2 separate regions of the Mus musculus genome follow, and region 2 is linked to region 1. Evidence: chromatin contacts called from public Hi-C data. All regions are on one chromosome and are shown on one strand. Each heading gives the region's core, a stretch centred on a gene start, on an enhancer-like site or on the middle of the called end of the contact. The rest is flanking DNA. Distances are from core to core; before and after follow the strand shown. Region 1 holds the start of Metap1d (methionyl aminopeptidase type 1D (mitochondrial)). Region 2 overlaps Metap1d (methionyl aminopeptidase type 1D (mitochondrial)).

The links. A called contact is a pair of places that touch in the nucleus more often than the background predicts.
Region 2: a Hi-C map of liver shows a contact between it and region 1, with 2.7 times the contacts expected there. The contact joins the enhancer-like site here to the promoter of Metap1d in region 1. A contact is called at or near these places in 5 of 39 promoter capture datasets (the 3T3-L1 cell line, the HPC-7 cell line, embryonic stem cells and 1 more), 1 of 15 datasets of contacts at CTCF or cohesin (CD8 T cells), 7 of 484 Hi-C or Micro-C datasets (cerebral cortex and liver), 12 of 115 datasets of contacts at active chromatin or transcription factors (PVALB interneurons, the SCID.adh cell line, bone marrow-derived macrophages and 5 more) and 1 of 9 other capture datasets (adipose tissue).

Annotation. Positions count from the first base shown.
Region 1 is chr2:71,449,950-71,457,410 of GRCm38.p6, reverse strand. Metap1d (methionyl aminopeptidase type 1D (mitochondrial)) reads right to left here and starts at 4,073. Exons shown (of 10, transcript NM_025633.3): 1 at 4,013-4,073. The coding sequence starts at 4,052.
Region 2 is chr2:71,495,333-71,502,793 of GRCm38.p6, reverse strand. The region is part of intron 1 of Metap1d (methionyl aminopeptidase type 1D (mitochondrial)); the gene reads right to left. Among named protein-coding and RNA genes, the nearest start is that of Dlx1, 30 kb to the left of the region's middle. Within about 2 kb of position 2,698, at least 60 of the 459 cell types and tissues checked have an H3K27ac peak or open chromatin away from gene starts, as enhancers often do. A contact at or near this core is called in bone marrow-derived macrophages, craniofacial prominence and liver, where this site is marked.

The DNA of each region.
Region 1 (7,461 bases), core at 2,824-5,323:
CATAGTTCCAGGAAAGTCTATAAACGTACTAACCTTGCTTTCTAGCTTCTGTAATTCTGCTTCTGGCTAACTGTTCTTTTTAACTGAATTATGTCAACCCAGAACATGGTTTTTGTGGTTAAAAGCTCACCCTGAGAAAGGCTCAGTGCTACACTGGTTTCCCAAACACCCAGTGTACTTGCTAGAGGGCTAATAAACACTTTCTATTGGCTTAAACCCATGCCCGAGCAGTCTTCTCTGCTGAATACTCCACTACAGTAACAGCCTGGCTGTCCTAGAACTCACTTTCTAGACCAGACTGGCTTGGAACTCACAGAGATTCACCCGACTCAGAATATTGTTTTTGAGACAATGTCTCATTCTGTAACCCCAGGCTAGCCTAGAACTCACTATGTAGTCCATCTCCCTGCCTCCCAAGAGCTAGGATTAAAGGCCTGTGCCACCACCGCTTGGTGCAACAAGATTTCTTAAACGGATTTCTATACAAAGTAAACACTGAAAGAGAAAGAAGAAATGAGGGTGATACAAAGCAACGTGACTTGTGATGGAAGTGACTGTACTGGCTAGTTTTATGTAACCCTGACATGTGCTACCACCTTTTGAGACAGGGGAACCTCAGTTGAAAAAAATATCTCCATATTATCAAGCTAAAGCCAATCTTGTAAGGCATTTCTTAATTAGTGACTGATGGGGGAGGTCCCAGCCCATTGTGGGTGGGGCACCGCTGGGCCAGTCAGTAGTCCTGGGTTCTATAAGAAAGAAGGCCGAGCAAGCCACAGGGAGCAAACCAGTAAACACCACCCCACCACGGCCTCTGCATCAGCTCCTGTCTCCAGGTCCTGCCCTGTTTGCATTTCTGCCCAGACTTCCTTTGATGATGAACAAGGCTGTGAAGGCATAAGTAAGTCAAATAAATCACAGTGAGTTATAGTTCTCTATTTGTCTACAATGCATGAGCTCTCAGATCCTAACAACCCTCTTCTATCACACAGCATAGCAACCAGGCAATGCAGAGGACAGTGAGCCTTTAAGAGAAAACAAATTTAATCACCTCCCAGATTTCTGCTCCGTAAAACCTCCCCAGATGTGGCATTGGAAAGTGAGCCCGTGCACCAGCTGACTGCTTGGCTAAGTCAGAGAACAGAGGTTTGATCTGCAAGCAGCTGGAAAAGAACACAACACTCCACAGAATCTATCAGGCTAAGCTGCTGCAGGCTGCAAGCTGAACTGATTCCAGGGTTTGCAGGGCTGGTACAAGTAGGAGCTCCAGTTCACGTCCAGAGCCAACACACTTCCCTGAGCGAACCTCACCAAGCCTCCCCGACAGCATGCAACTGAGATCCCAGAAAGTCTAGGCTTAGGAGTTAAGAATCATGCCTGTTAACAGAGCAAGAGAGGACAAATCCCATCTAGCTGGCTGCTAGTCTTTGTAAATGAAGTTTTATTAGAACACAGCTATGTTCACTTGTACTTGGCAGAGTTGTGTAATTGTAACAGAGAATATTGCTCACAAAAGTCTAAGATACTATCTGACCTTTACTGAGTTCTACATTGGAGTAAGACCTCTGGTATTTCCCCTAAAAATAAAGGCACCCCCCCAAAAAAAAATCTGTTCTAACAAAGATAACACCAAGTGTGGGAGAACCAAACTACCTGCCTAATACTCAACATATTTTAAAGAAAAAAAATCAACATAATCTCCAAAAGATACCAGTCATTGTGTTACATATATAATTATGTTACATGAGCTGTGAAGCAGGAAAGTGTAGCCAATCAATTATCACCACCATCATCACCACCATCATCAAATAAGACAGACTGTGGGGAAACTCTGATTTCAAGTGTTTAAAATAGCCGTTACGGGGCTAGAGAGATGGTTCCGTGGTTAAAAGCACTTACTGCTCTTCCAGAGGATCTGGCCAGTTGGATTCTCATAACCTGTATCTTATGGCTCACAACTGCCTATAATTTCAGTTCCAGGGGATATGACTCCCTCTGGCCTCCTCAGGTACCTGCACATATGTGGTGCACGTAAACTCAAGATGGATTACATGCATGCACATAAATAAAAAATAAATCTTTTTTTAAAAAGTTGTTATGTTTACTGGGTGTGGCAGCACATGCTTGGAAATGGCAGAAGGACCAGGAATTCAAGCCCGCCCTACACAAGACCCTGTCTCATAAAATAAAATGTAACAATTGTTACAAGAGCATGACTGGGAAATCTGAACAGAGAAACTGACAGAGAAATGCCCAGTATGACGGGTGGTTTACACCACTAATCTCAACACACGGTGGTAGAGGCGGAAGGACCAGGAGTTCAAGGCTACAGGAGATTCTGTCTTAAAACAAATAAATAGCTAAATAGAAATTCTAAAAATAAGTACAATATACAAGACAATGAGTAGGATTCTCAGTCTTTCTGTCTTTCTTTTCTTCCTTCTTTGTTCCTTCCTTCCTTCCTTTTTTTCTTTCTTTCTCCTCTTATGGAGCAGGGGAACCCCAAACCAAGGCTTATGGGTGCTAACCACTGAGCTATACTCCCTAGGCACAGTTTTCAGAGATACATAGGCAAAAGAATCTACAAATAAAGTGATATACCTAGGACATCCTTTAAAATAATACCATCGTGGGAGGCACTGTGGCTGGGGTGGAGAAGTGAGTGTCTCTACACACATGATTTGTGAGCAGACAATGTGTATGCAGAGTTTGCCGCTCTGTTGTGTGTTTGAAATTTCTCCTATGAAGAACATTTCAAAGGCTAAAAAAAGAAAATCTAATCTTCACATGAACAAGTTGTATTAAATGTACAAGATCATTCAAGTGATGAGAAGTTCTGGGTACACACAGAATGACCAGAGTCATCTTTGCCAAAAACCTCTAAGATATGTAGCACTATATTTTGAGTGCTTTGGAAAATATGGGCATTTCATAAAAACTGAATATTTTATTTCACAAAGCCGTGAATCGTGTATGTCATTCTCTGTATGTATTATATTAGATACACATATACACACAAATATAACTACACAAATATATGAGTATCTGATTTCACAAAGGGGGGGCTGTATTGAGCTAAACTGGGCTGGTGAGATGGTTCAGTGGGTAAAGCCTGAACCAAGCCTCATGGTCTGAAAAACAGATAATGGGAGAACTCCCACAAGTTCTCCTATGACCCTGTGACCTTTGTATGCACACCTTGGCACCTGTTTGAGCATACACCAGACAAACAAATATATGTAATTTTAATGTCCTACAACTTGCTTTTTCCAAATATTCCAAATAATATATTTTTGTGGACACCATTCCATGTCAACGTCAAACTTTTTTACACACCCTTAGATACACACAAATAAGTTGGTATCTGACTTCACAAAAGGGGATTGTATTAAGTTAAGCTGGACTGGTGAGATGGCTCGGAAGGTATATAATACGTGCTGAGTATTGCTCTGAAAATATTTACCTCCTAAAACCGTTCCTATGTGCCTGGCACTTAAATTGTATCTAAAGTCGTTGGTGTTCCTTTTTTTTTTTTTCGTCCTTCTTGAACCTATTTTTGAGTTCTTGCTAGCAAAGAATCCGAACCTAGTACTAATTCAACAACGATTCGCCGGAAACGCATCTGTTTGGAATGCCCCTGACATCGTTAGCTCTCCTAAGTCATCATGACTGTCATCACCTTTTACAAGTTTCTCAAAAAGGCATGCCAATCCAACAGCTCTAAACCGAGTGTTCCGGCGCATTTCACCGTCGTCGCTGGTAGATACGTCTGCAACACTAACCACACAAGTAAAGAGAGGGAAGAAAACTTCAGGTAACGACCCACAAATCTCAAGAACTAAGCACTCAAGCAACATGGTAAGAAGAGGACAAACGTGTGTCTGTTTCTGCAGCGTGCCAACGTGTATGGTATACGCGGGTCCGACTGAAAGTACGCACGTGCGTACCAAGCCCACGCGCGGACGTGTCTCTGGGCGCGTAGCCCTGGAGCGGTCGTATGCCGATCGCTTACCTCCACGGACGAGCAGGGGGACGCCGATGGGCGCCGCCATGTTGGCTCCGGTCACGTGGCCAAGAGAGCCTCGCAGCTCCGCCCACTGGAGTAGCCGCGCTCTCAAAGCCCAGAAGCGCTGAAGCAGTGGGAGGCGAGTGCGCGCGCGCGCGTGAGCTGGCTTGCAGGAGCCCGGGCTAGCGAGTGCCTCTGGTGTCGAGGCCAGCAGCTCCGTCTGCGGCCAGCTCGCTTCCACCAGGAGAGGCTGGCTCCGGCCGCAGTTCTCTCTCTGAGCTTCCAGACCCATCAGGGATGGAAGAAAGTCGTCATGTAAGTGTAGCCTCCAGTATTTATAGAATCACCATTTTGGTGCATGGATACGTGAAGTTGGGCGAGAGGAAAAAAAAAACAAACAAACAAACACAATTTAGTGTGCAACAAAGCACTTTCATCGCCTTTCATTCGGTTACAAATCATTTCCAGGCAACTAGTTGAAAAAGTTGGATCAGTTTGATCAGCTTCCCTTTGCAATGTTAGAATATTAATTACTCAGCAGAGACTCCAGAATAGAATAGTTGGGACACCTATGTGGCCCTGTGGGTATCTTCACAGGATTTCTCCTTCCCTGATGACACTTCCTGCTTGGCAGTATTAACTGCTGTTATCCCTAAATTAGATATTTAAAGAATGACGCATGTCAGCTTGCATAGCCCCTATGTCAAGGCAAGTGAGGCAGCCGCTGTACCTTCGATGATACTGTTGCCCGATTTCACCAGGTTCTGTGCCTCTTGCCCTTGTTTTGCGGTGGAGTCCAGACGCTCATGGACCAGGTGTTATCCATCTTGGTAGCTTCCTGTGCTCAACACAGACCATGATACCCCAAGATGTGTATGGTGAAAGAACCCAAACTGTAGTGTAGCAGTTTCTGGACTTTGAATGCAGTCGAGATCGATAAGGATTCCTTGTGAATATGTGGATGTCTTCTCATTGATTTTAAAGAATCCACATGCGGGCTGGAGAGATGGCTCGGCGGTTAAGAACACTTAGGACTCTTCCTGAGTTCAATTCCCAGCAACCACATGGTGGCTCACAACCATCTTTAATAGAACCTGATGCCCTCCTCTTGTGTGTCTGAAGATAGCTACACTGTACTACATATATAAAATAAAAAATAAAAGAGTCCACATGCTCAACTGGCACACCTTTAACCTCAGGAGGCAGAGTTCAACTCATCACAAACCTCAAATCGGAGAACACTTAATCCAAGGGTATTCTTTTTGTTTGAGAATATCATACACACATAGAATGTGTTTTTGTCTAATACACTCCCAGCACCACCACGCGCCCCCATCCTTCTCCTCCAACTCCTGCTCATCCCTTCCACCACATTTCCCTTTCAACTTCATGTGCTTTTATTTTAACACACTGAGTCCATCTACTGCCAGTATGCACATGAATGTAGGGCCATCTACTGGAGCACGGGGATCCTTTCAGGGGCAGAAACCCTGGAGAAAACTGACCACCCTCATCCCCTCAGTAGCTCTGTCAATTGTCAGCTATGAATGGGACTTTGTGTCCTTGTCCCAATCTATGTTGAGATCTCGGCTAGCTAGGTCTTGTGCGTGTAGTGACAGCCATTATGAATCCATGTGTGCCTTGGTCCTGTTTCATCCAGAAAACACTTCCACAGAGGTCACCCTGTACCTCTGGCCCTTAGAATCTTTTCATAGCTCCCCTCTTAGGAGATCATCCCCTGAACCTTGGAGTTAGGGAATGTGTGTGTGTGTGTGTGTGTGTGTGTGTGTGTGTATGTGTGTATGTGTGTGTGTGTGTGTGTGTGTGTGTATGTGTGTATGTGTGTGTGTGTTTGTGTGTGTGTGTGTATGTGTGTGTGTGTGTGTGTGTGTGTGTGTGAGAGAGAGAGAGAGAGAGAGAGAGAGACAGACAGACAGACAGACAGAGAGACAGAGAGAGGGTATAGATAGAGATAGATAAAGAGATAGATATTGATCTAGATAGAGATATATCTCCCATTTAGGGATGAGCACAGTCTATTAATCTTGCACATTGGCCAGTTGTCAGTCTTTATATTAATCTCCATCTACTTCAAAAAGAAGTTTCTCTCAGGAAGATTAAGAAACACACAGATGTATGGGTATAAAGATAAGACCTTAGGGTGCAGCTCAATACCATGTCCATTTAGGAGAGTCAACATGGTGGTTCACCACCTCCATGGGTACTAGGAACACAGTTGGTACATAGACACTGGAAAGTGACATAAAAGGACACATGACATTGACTTCTGGAATGCATACACATGCTTGTGCTTATGTGCATATATACACTGTTCACATAAAAGACTTGCTGGGTGCCAGGTGTGGTGGCACATGCCTTTAATCCCAGTACTCAGGAGGCAGAGGCAGGAGTATTTCTGAATTCGAGGCCAGCCTGGTCTACAGAGTGAGTTCCAGGACAGCCAGGGCTACACAGAGAAACCCTGTCTCAAAAGCAAAAAAAAAAAAAAAAAAAAAAAAGACTTGCAGGGCATGGTGGTGTACACCTTTAATCCTACTTGGGAGGCAGAGGCAGACAGACCTCTGTGTGCTCAAGGTTACCTGATCTACAATAGTTAGTTACAGGCCATCCAAAGGGCACACAATGAGATCCTGTCTAAAACAAAACAGAACAAAACAAAACAACATGACTTGTCTATGATTACTTGTCTAAAATAAATTTCTCCTTGCATGTTCTTGAAAAACTTAACAGTCTACCCTTTCTCTTTACTTAATATTAAAGATTGCACCCTTGCTTTGACACCACATATACCAAAATTAGAAACATATGAAGAAGATTAGCACTGCCTCTGTGCACAGGACATGCAAATTCATGGAGCATTCTATATTTGTCGTTGAGGGGTGGGGAAAAGAACCTGCTCAAAACATTGTATGAAAACTTTAAACCAAAAGGAAAGATTACTAATAAATAGATACAGAAATACATAAGTAAAGACTTTATGCCACACATAATTTGTTATAAATTTGTACTTTTAAGTTTTAAATGCACTAGGGATTATGAGATAAAATAATCTTTGGACACAACTTAAAATGTTATATACTTTCTAGGATTACCCATAATGCAAGATTTTTTTTTAAATCTAGTCTGTTATATTTGTTATATTTCAGTTGCTGTTATAAAATATCATGACCAAGGAAATTTATAGATGAAACTTATTGATGAAAGAGTTTTGGGAGTAGTAGCGCACGCCTTTAATCCCAGTACTTGGAAAGCAGAGGCAGGTGGATTTCTGAGTTCAAGGCCAGCCTGGTCTACAGAGTGAGTTCCCAGGACAGCCAGAGCTATACAGAGAAACTCTGTCTCGAACACATTCCCTGCCACCCCCCAACACACACATCCCCAAAATAGTTTTTTTGGGTTTTAGTTCCAGGGGAATGTTTTAGTCCCTCATGGTG
Region 2 (7,461 bases), core at 1,449-3,948, 47 kb before region 1:
TTACTAAGCTCATCCCAGAAGTTAAGAGAGATGGCCTCAGCATTGGCCTTCTTCACTCAGCAGAACCTCCTTAACTGCCATGCTGCAGCCCGACAACAGGTGAGTGATAGAGACTCAGATCAATTCTATCACACAGAGGATTTTCCCTCCGGTATGGCTGATTAGAGAAGAGAGGCCATTTTTATCAATATTATCAAGTTCAAGTACATAGGCATTACAGGGGAATTTTTTTCTATGCACTTACACGTGAATTATGAAAGTATCAGGTCTCTACTGGGAGGCCTGGGTAAGGCTTTGGAGGCATTCCCTTTCTGGTTAACAGTGTGGTCAATGTATCCATCCTGCCAAATGACAGGCTCACTGTCAGAAAGACGCAAGCACATCCCCCACCCCTGCCCCCAGCAACTGGACAGGCGAACATTAAAAACAGTGGGAGCCCAGCCTGGGCACAGTCAATCTGCTGACAACAATTCTAAGCAACTCTACTTTCACCTTTATAGTGGAAGTAAAATATTTTCTTTCCAGGGTCCACCATTATATTTGAAGTAAAATGTTTTCTTTCAGGTCAATAAAAGTACCGCATACATGTTATCACAAAGTAACGTGATATTGAAATACCATTATGTATTTATTCCATGAACTATTCACTACTGACCAGGAAAAAAAAGTGTTTTCACAGATGAAATAGATAAGTTTAAGTCCTGGTACCCGAGAAAATAATGATGTCACCCTGAACAAGGTAGCCAGGGAGGGGATCATGAGCTATGCTTACTATATTCTAATTTTTGTGTGTGTGTTTTGTTTTTCTGTTTCCCAGACAGGGTTTCTCTATGAAGTCCTAGCTGTCCTGGAGCTCACTCTGTAGACCAGGCTGGCCTCGAACTCAGGGACATCTGCCTGTGCTGGGATTAAGGGGTGCACCACCATGCTTGGCTTTTTGCACTTAGAATTTTTGAATTCTGAATTTTGAATATTTAAACTATTACTGACTTGATTATGATGGAGATGGAAGATGGCACTTTGGGCAAGAATGCTTGTATTAACAGGCAAGAAGCAGTTGCCTATAAGTCTCAGAGTACAGCTTCGACTCTGATAGAATTTTTGTGACACTGAAAGTCATTTTTATGATCACCCTCAATAACAGTGAATATTCTACTGTCTATAACAATGTGTGGGTTTACTGCCTATGCAGGAAACCCTACAGCTTTTCTGCTGGGTAATCAGCAGTAACAACACCCTGATCAAGTTAGCAACAAGCAACTCCTTGCTGCTCGGGGTCCCCTGGTCTGAGGCTTTTGATGGCTCCCACTGGTACGTCCTAAACACCACCTAGGCCCACTTGCCCCTGTGGTAATTAGAGTTGTACACTGTGCGGGCTCAGTGTCTCCTGAAATTGCTCTGTGTCCTCTGGATTCCATTGTGCATGCTTCGTATTGTAAACTTACATGTGGGATATAAATCTAGGTATGTGCTTAAGTATTTTCATATTTGATGGTAACATCAATTTCTAAACTTCGCCTTTTAATTCCTTTTATAGATTGGGTCTGGAAGGTGGAGCTTCAGAACTCAGCATGCTGGAGGAGGGCTGTGTCTTCCACGCCTGATGTCGCTGCACACAGTCTGCCCTGTATTCATTGGCCTTTTACCCAGGGTCCATTTTAATTGTTATCTGCTCATGCATTCTATACCACATAATGAAGTGCTTCCATTTCACCCACTGTGCCCTGGGGTTTTATGTGTATCTTTTCTAATGACCCTTTATTAAGCTGATTTTACCCTTGAAAATGTGAGTTTTGGTCAACAAGTATTTTTAAGGGGAAGTCTGAGTGAACTTTCAAAGGGACCTCTAAAGTGCTTATTATTTTAAGCACTTGTAAAACTGAACAAAGTACGATTGTACTCTAGTGTGGCTACCGACACCTACATTTCTCATTATACACTCCTAGAACAGGCTTTCACCCAGCAGCAGCAGGCCATCAGTCCTCATTTGGGCTTCCTTCAGAAGGATCAAACATCTGGGTAGAAAACAACACAATAAGGTAGGCTGGTATGACTTTACATTAGCTAACAATGTCAATCAGCAGTAATATAGAATTGAAAAGACACCCTGTAAAATATCTCGTTGAACATATTTCTTCATAATGATCAGCAAATGCCAAAGTCTAGCAACAAAACTATTATTTATAGCATATTAACATCTAATTGATTTTACAAATGGAGGCAATTATTTTGGATGAAGGGAGGACTGTCTGCCACATTTAAATGATTTATGATTACCAAGACAGAAAACAACAATGTTTTACTAATCCATTTTCAACTGTGGCTCTTCCACCCATTGATAATTTTAATTTTAACCAAATGATTTGTTTAAATAATACATTAACTTCAACTTTTTTTTTTTAAGGCAACTTACTTTGTGTCTGTAATCGGACAGGGTTTGGTTTTTAATGTTCAAAAATGTTGCTTCCTCCAGTGGGCTTAGCAAAGACCCTACCCTAGGAATACGTATTGAAGTGTGGATTTAGAACCACAGAAAGATCGCACTTTCATGAACTCCAACCAATTACTCCAAGCAGGAGCCGGAGCCCCCACAGAGCATCATGTGCGTGAAGTCCAAGAGAACACTGCAGAGGCCTCCGTCTCCAGTCTCTTGACCTAAAACATCGACTGTCTGCTTGAAAGGTTTCATAACGCGTACAAATGTTGCCAAAGAGAAATTAAACAGCGTGAGTCACTCACTACGATGCTTTTGCAATCTAGGACTAGGATGTACTGGTTTGAAAGGGAAGTGAGGGAAAATGGTGGGTTCCTTCCCATTTCAAGGCAACTATAAAGCAGAGGAGAAGCTCATATTTCACAAGAAATAACCTGTGCATTTGTTGAAGGGAAAACACATACACGAACATTGAGGGATTGCCCCAGGCTGATGCAGATACTGATTGGGCAAAGCTGAAGGACAAGGGCTCTTGGAACTAAACAAAAGCAAATTCATCCTGTTGACAGATGCTGCTTACATCAAAGTACTAAGGAACTCTCCCGGCTCCCAATTTTTAAAAACAATTAGTACCTTTCTACAAGCCACACATTGAAGACAAAGTTAAGTTTTTTAATCAGTCATAATAAACATGATTAAATCTGTTCTCAGAGAGTTTCAGCTCAGCTAGGAACGGTTTTAGTGTGCTTTTAGCTCTGGGCCTTGCCAAACAGTGGCTTATTCACTCCCATGGACATGTCTGGAAGGCGAGCTGGGCATGCCATCAGCCCCCTCCTTCCAGGGGTTAACTGCTCTGGCTGCCAAATAAAATACAGAGCGAGCCATGTAATTATGGAGACAGTCAAAGGGCAGGCTCTATTTTGAAATCTATTTGCACAGACAAGGTCTTCCAATTGAACTTACAGGAAACAAGCTGGTAAAGAAACCCCTTCCCCAGATGCCGTCCACACTTTTTCTCCACTTCAGGAAGTCATGGATATGGACACCATCCACCGCCGCTTCCTGCATCTCAAGCTAAGATGCCCTTGTGGAGAGAAGAGCGGTCTGTTTCACAAACCTAGAAGGATCATGGGGGCGGGGGGGGGGGGCAGCTAATTAACAGCACTTGGAATCGGTCTCTAAATGGTAAAGCTACAGTGTTTGTTAAACATTTCTAAAGAGGGCACGGGCCCAGTTGGTATGCAGGTGTGGGGAGAAACAGCTCATTTTCCTAATGTCCAAAAGAAAGCACAGAGTTGAGTGTAACAGAGACTGCTACAAGGACTTGTAGGAAATAAGGATTCTACCTGACATCCCACAGGCCCATCCTTGCAGTTATTTGTAGATAAAACTATTGACTACAGTCATGAAGATCCCATAGGACGGAAAGGACATATGCCAACTTTCGAGTGACAGAATTGGAAAGACTTACTTTTATCCTGGCTGCTTATATTCGAAGGTGACCACGTCTGTGAGGACAAGTTGTCTGAACAATAAAATAGGGTTGGCTGCCATTACTGATACAATGAGTGGCCTGATGAAGGCAAGACAGGCAATAGTCTATGGAGGTCAGCGCCATCACCCAGGCCCGGGAGCCCTGGCTCTAGAGAAGACAAACTAAAAAATCAGTCGCATGTAGAACATTTCTGAGGAAAGGATGGCTTGGGTGCCTGGGCACCCAAGTTCAATAATAACGATCAAGAATGGTTCCCAGGTCAAAGCAAACAGGACTCTGTGCAAGGCTCCCTCAGAAGTTAGCTCGGTGCGACATCCTCCCTCCTTTTAAAAACTGTATGAGCAGCAACTGACATAGCATAACACCACTGACCAGCTCAGAAACAATTCAGGAAAAGGCTTCAATTTGCTTCTTTAGAAAAATCAAATTTGAGGATGGAGTGATTGCTCAATGGTTAAGAGCACTGGCTGCTCTTCCTGAGGACCTGGGTTCAATTCCCAGCAACAACACGGTGATTCACAGCTGTCTGTAGCTCCAGTCTCAGGCTATCTGACACCCTCTTCTGGCTTCCCTGTGCATCAGGTACTCACATAGTACACAGATAGACAAGCAAACAAAATACCATAAGCATAAAAAAATCAATTTGATAATAGGATTATTCACTAGTAGCTGCCACCAGGACCTAAGGATCTTTACTTCAACAACAAGCACCTTCCTACTCTAGGGAAACAGACACACCCTCCACCTATACTACACATACAGATCAATAAACACTTGTACTTACTAATGGAGACCCGTGTTGGTGGGCTATGGGGTGTGTGTGTGTGTGTCTGTGTGTGTGTGTGTGTGTCTGTGTGTAACTTTTAGGCTAGCTTAACCACAGCTAAGGGAAGAATGCCAAAGATTTTGGCAAAAACTAGATGTCTATCATTTGGCAGATCAGGGGAAGTGACTTAGAAATGATCCATTTCTATAGGGAAATACAACACTGCATGCAATGAAAAGATAAAAAATATTTACTTCAAGTTGAAATCTCAGCTCATCTTATATAGACTACAGATCAGAAAATACCGAGTTACAAGGAAATAGTGTATGCCGAGCAAAGCCATTGTCTCTCAGCTGAAGTTTAGAGAAAAGAAGCTTTTTCGCAGTTCAACAATACGTACACTCAGGCCACTTCTTGGACAAAGAAATACTGTACCCTTCTAGGGAGGAATAAAGGGGCTGTTTATTGGAGCCTTGTTAAAATGTAATAATTCATTCCAGTTAAGCCCTGTGAAAAATGTCATCAAAATATCATTTTCTTTGCCAGATTTTCTGGATGCCGTAGTATCATTTAAATACAGCTGAGTGAGAGAGAGAGAGAGAGAGAGAGAGAGAGAGAGAGGGGCTCTGACCAGAGTGGAAAAAGGAACCAAAGCAAATGTGCTGTCAGAGTAGCGTAGGAGCATTGCACACAGGCCTGGGACCCAGGGAGCACACACTTCCGAGCCAGCCAGAACATCTGGCAGCTTTCAGCTCTCTGTAGTCCAGAGGAACATTCCCGTTACCTCACACACCTCGGCTCAAGAGGAGGGTGATAGGACAATTTTATACTAAAGCACACAAATAGAAACCAGAAAGGGCAATTTCACAGAAATCACACATGGAATTCAATTTTAGAGAATGGCCATACAAAAACATCATGAGTTTAAAAAAAATGAGATAGTAAGAAAGTCCTTTAATTTTTTTTAAAAAATTTTTAAAGACTATTCATAAATACAGCTGTCATGTAAAATACTACTTAAAGTGTTAGTCATTTTGGGTTAAAATACCTAATAACAGAAGATGTGGGGACTTCCAGCAAAGGTACAGCTTTGATAAGAATATTTTTAAATTGTATTAAAGCATTTGATAAGAACATAATTTTAGTTTTTCATTTTATAACAATGTCAACTGCATTCTACCTTTGGGTTCCTTCCTTCCTTCCTTCCTTCCTTCCTTCCTTCCTTCCTTCCTTCCTTCTTGATATACTATGTAAAGTTACTATTTTACAAGCAAGTGATTGTTCTGAAACAACTTGGACCTATAGCAATATCAGCACACACAAAAATCTCCCGAAGTCCCCATCTGAATTCATGCTTAATGCATCTTCACTATACAACACCAAATGAAAGAAAACATTGGGATGGGAATCTTTGACAGTCTTAGGAATCGTCTCTGCTGTAATCCACGGCGGGAGGCGTGGTGGGAAAGGGTGTCAATAGCCACAGCCCAAAATGGAAAAGCAAAAGCCTGAGGGAGCCCTATCCAGGCTTCCATGGCCGAGACTAAACAGACTCAAGACAACAGAAGCCAAGATCACGCATCAAGGAGCTAACTTCAACAAACAAACAAACAAACAAACAAAAACAAAGAGAAATTATATAAAAGCCTTTTTCAGTGCAAGGAACAATATGCAATTTTTCTCAAGATGGCTTTGAATTTGGTATAGCTACATTGCCACAAGTAATTTTTATCTTCCATTCAACTGGGTAGACTCAGTTGACCATATGAATAAAGACACATTTGACAGTTTTATGCACCAATATAAAAAATTAACTGTAGTCTGCTTCCAACCTAAGTGTAGCTACTGCTGCCGCCGCTTCTTCCTCTTCCTCCTCCTCCTCTTCTTCCTCTTCTTTTCTTCTTTCTTCTTCCTCTTTTTCTTTTAAAAGATGTTTTAAAACAATGTCGATTCTGTTTTAAAAGCTAAAAACTAAAACCAATAAAATGTATACTCCTTATTTATATGTGGCTGGGTACTTCTCACATCTGGAAATAGCACTTGAGAACTTCTGCTGGAAATGTTGGGAATATTGCTCACATTTAGTGGAATGATAAATTCATCGTGTTTTTTTAGATTAATATTTAATAATATTCCCACAGACCTGAAATATCTGATGTATAAAATATCTGAAAAATATTTACTGTCTAATATTATATGTATTGAACACTTTTTGAGGTTTAATTCCACCAGAATGTCAAAAGGAAAACCAACTCCCAACATAACAGCCAATTTGTGGCTCAAAAGAGGAAAACAGTGTAAAAATTAATGTGGTATGGTTTACTATAAATGTGTTTTGGGGTGGTCTTCTAAAAGAAGTGTCTTTCTAGCCAGGCAGTGGTGGCACACACCTTTAATCCCAGCACTTGAGAGGCAGAGGCAGGAGGATTTCTGAGTTCTAGGCCAACCTGAGTTCCAGGACAGCCAGGACTGCACAGAGAAACTCTGCCTCGAAAAAACAAAAAAAAACAAAAAACCAACCAAACAAAAAAGTGTCTTTTTAATTTTATATGAGTGCTTTTTTTTAAGATTAATTTATTTTATGTATTTGAGTACACTGTAGCTGTTGGATCTTATTACAGATGGTTGTGAGCCACCATGTGGTTGCTGGGAATTGAACTCAGGACCTCTGGAAGAGCAGTCAGTGCTCTTAACTGCTGAGCCGTCTCTGCAGGCCTCTTTCACTTTTTAATGGAGCACCTCACAATTTTCTGTGTCACCCTTGTA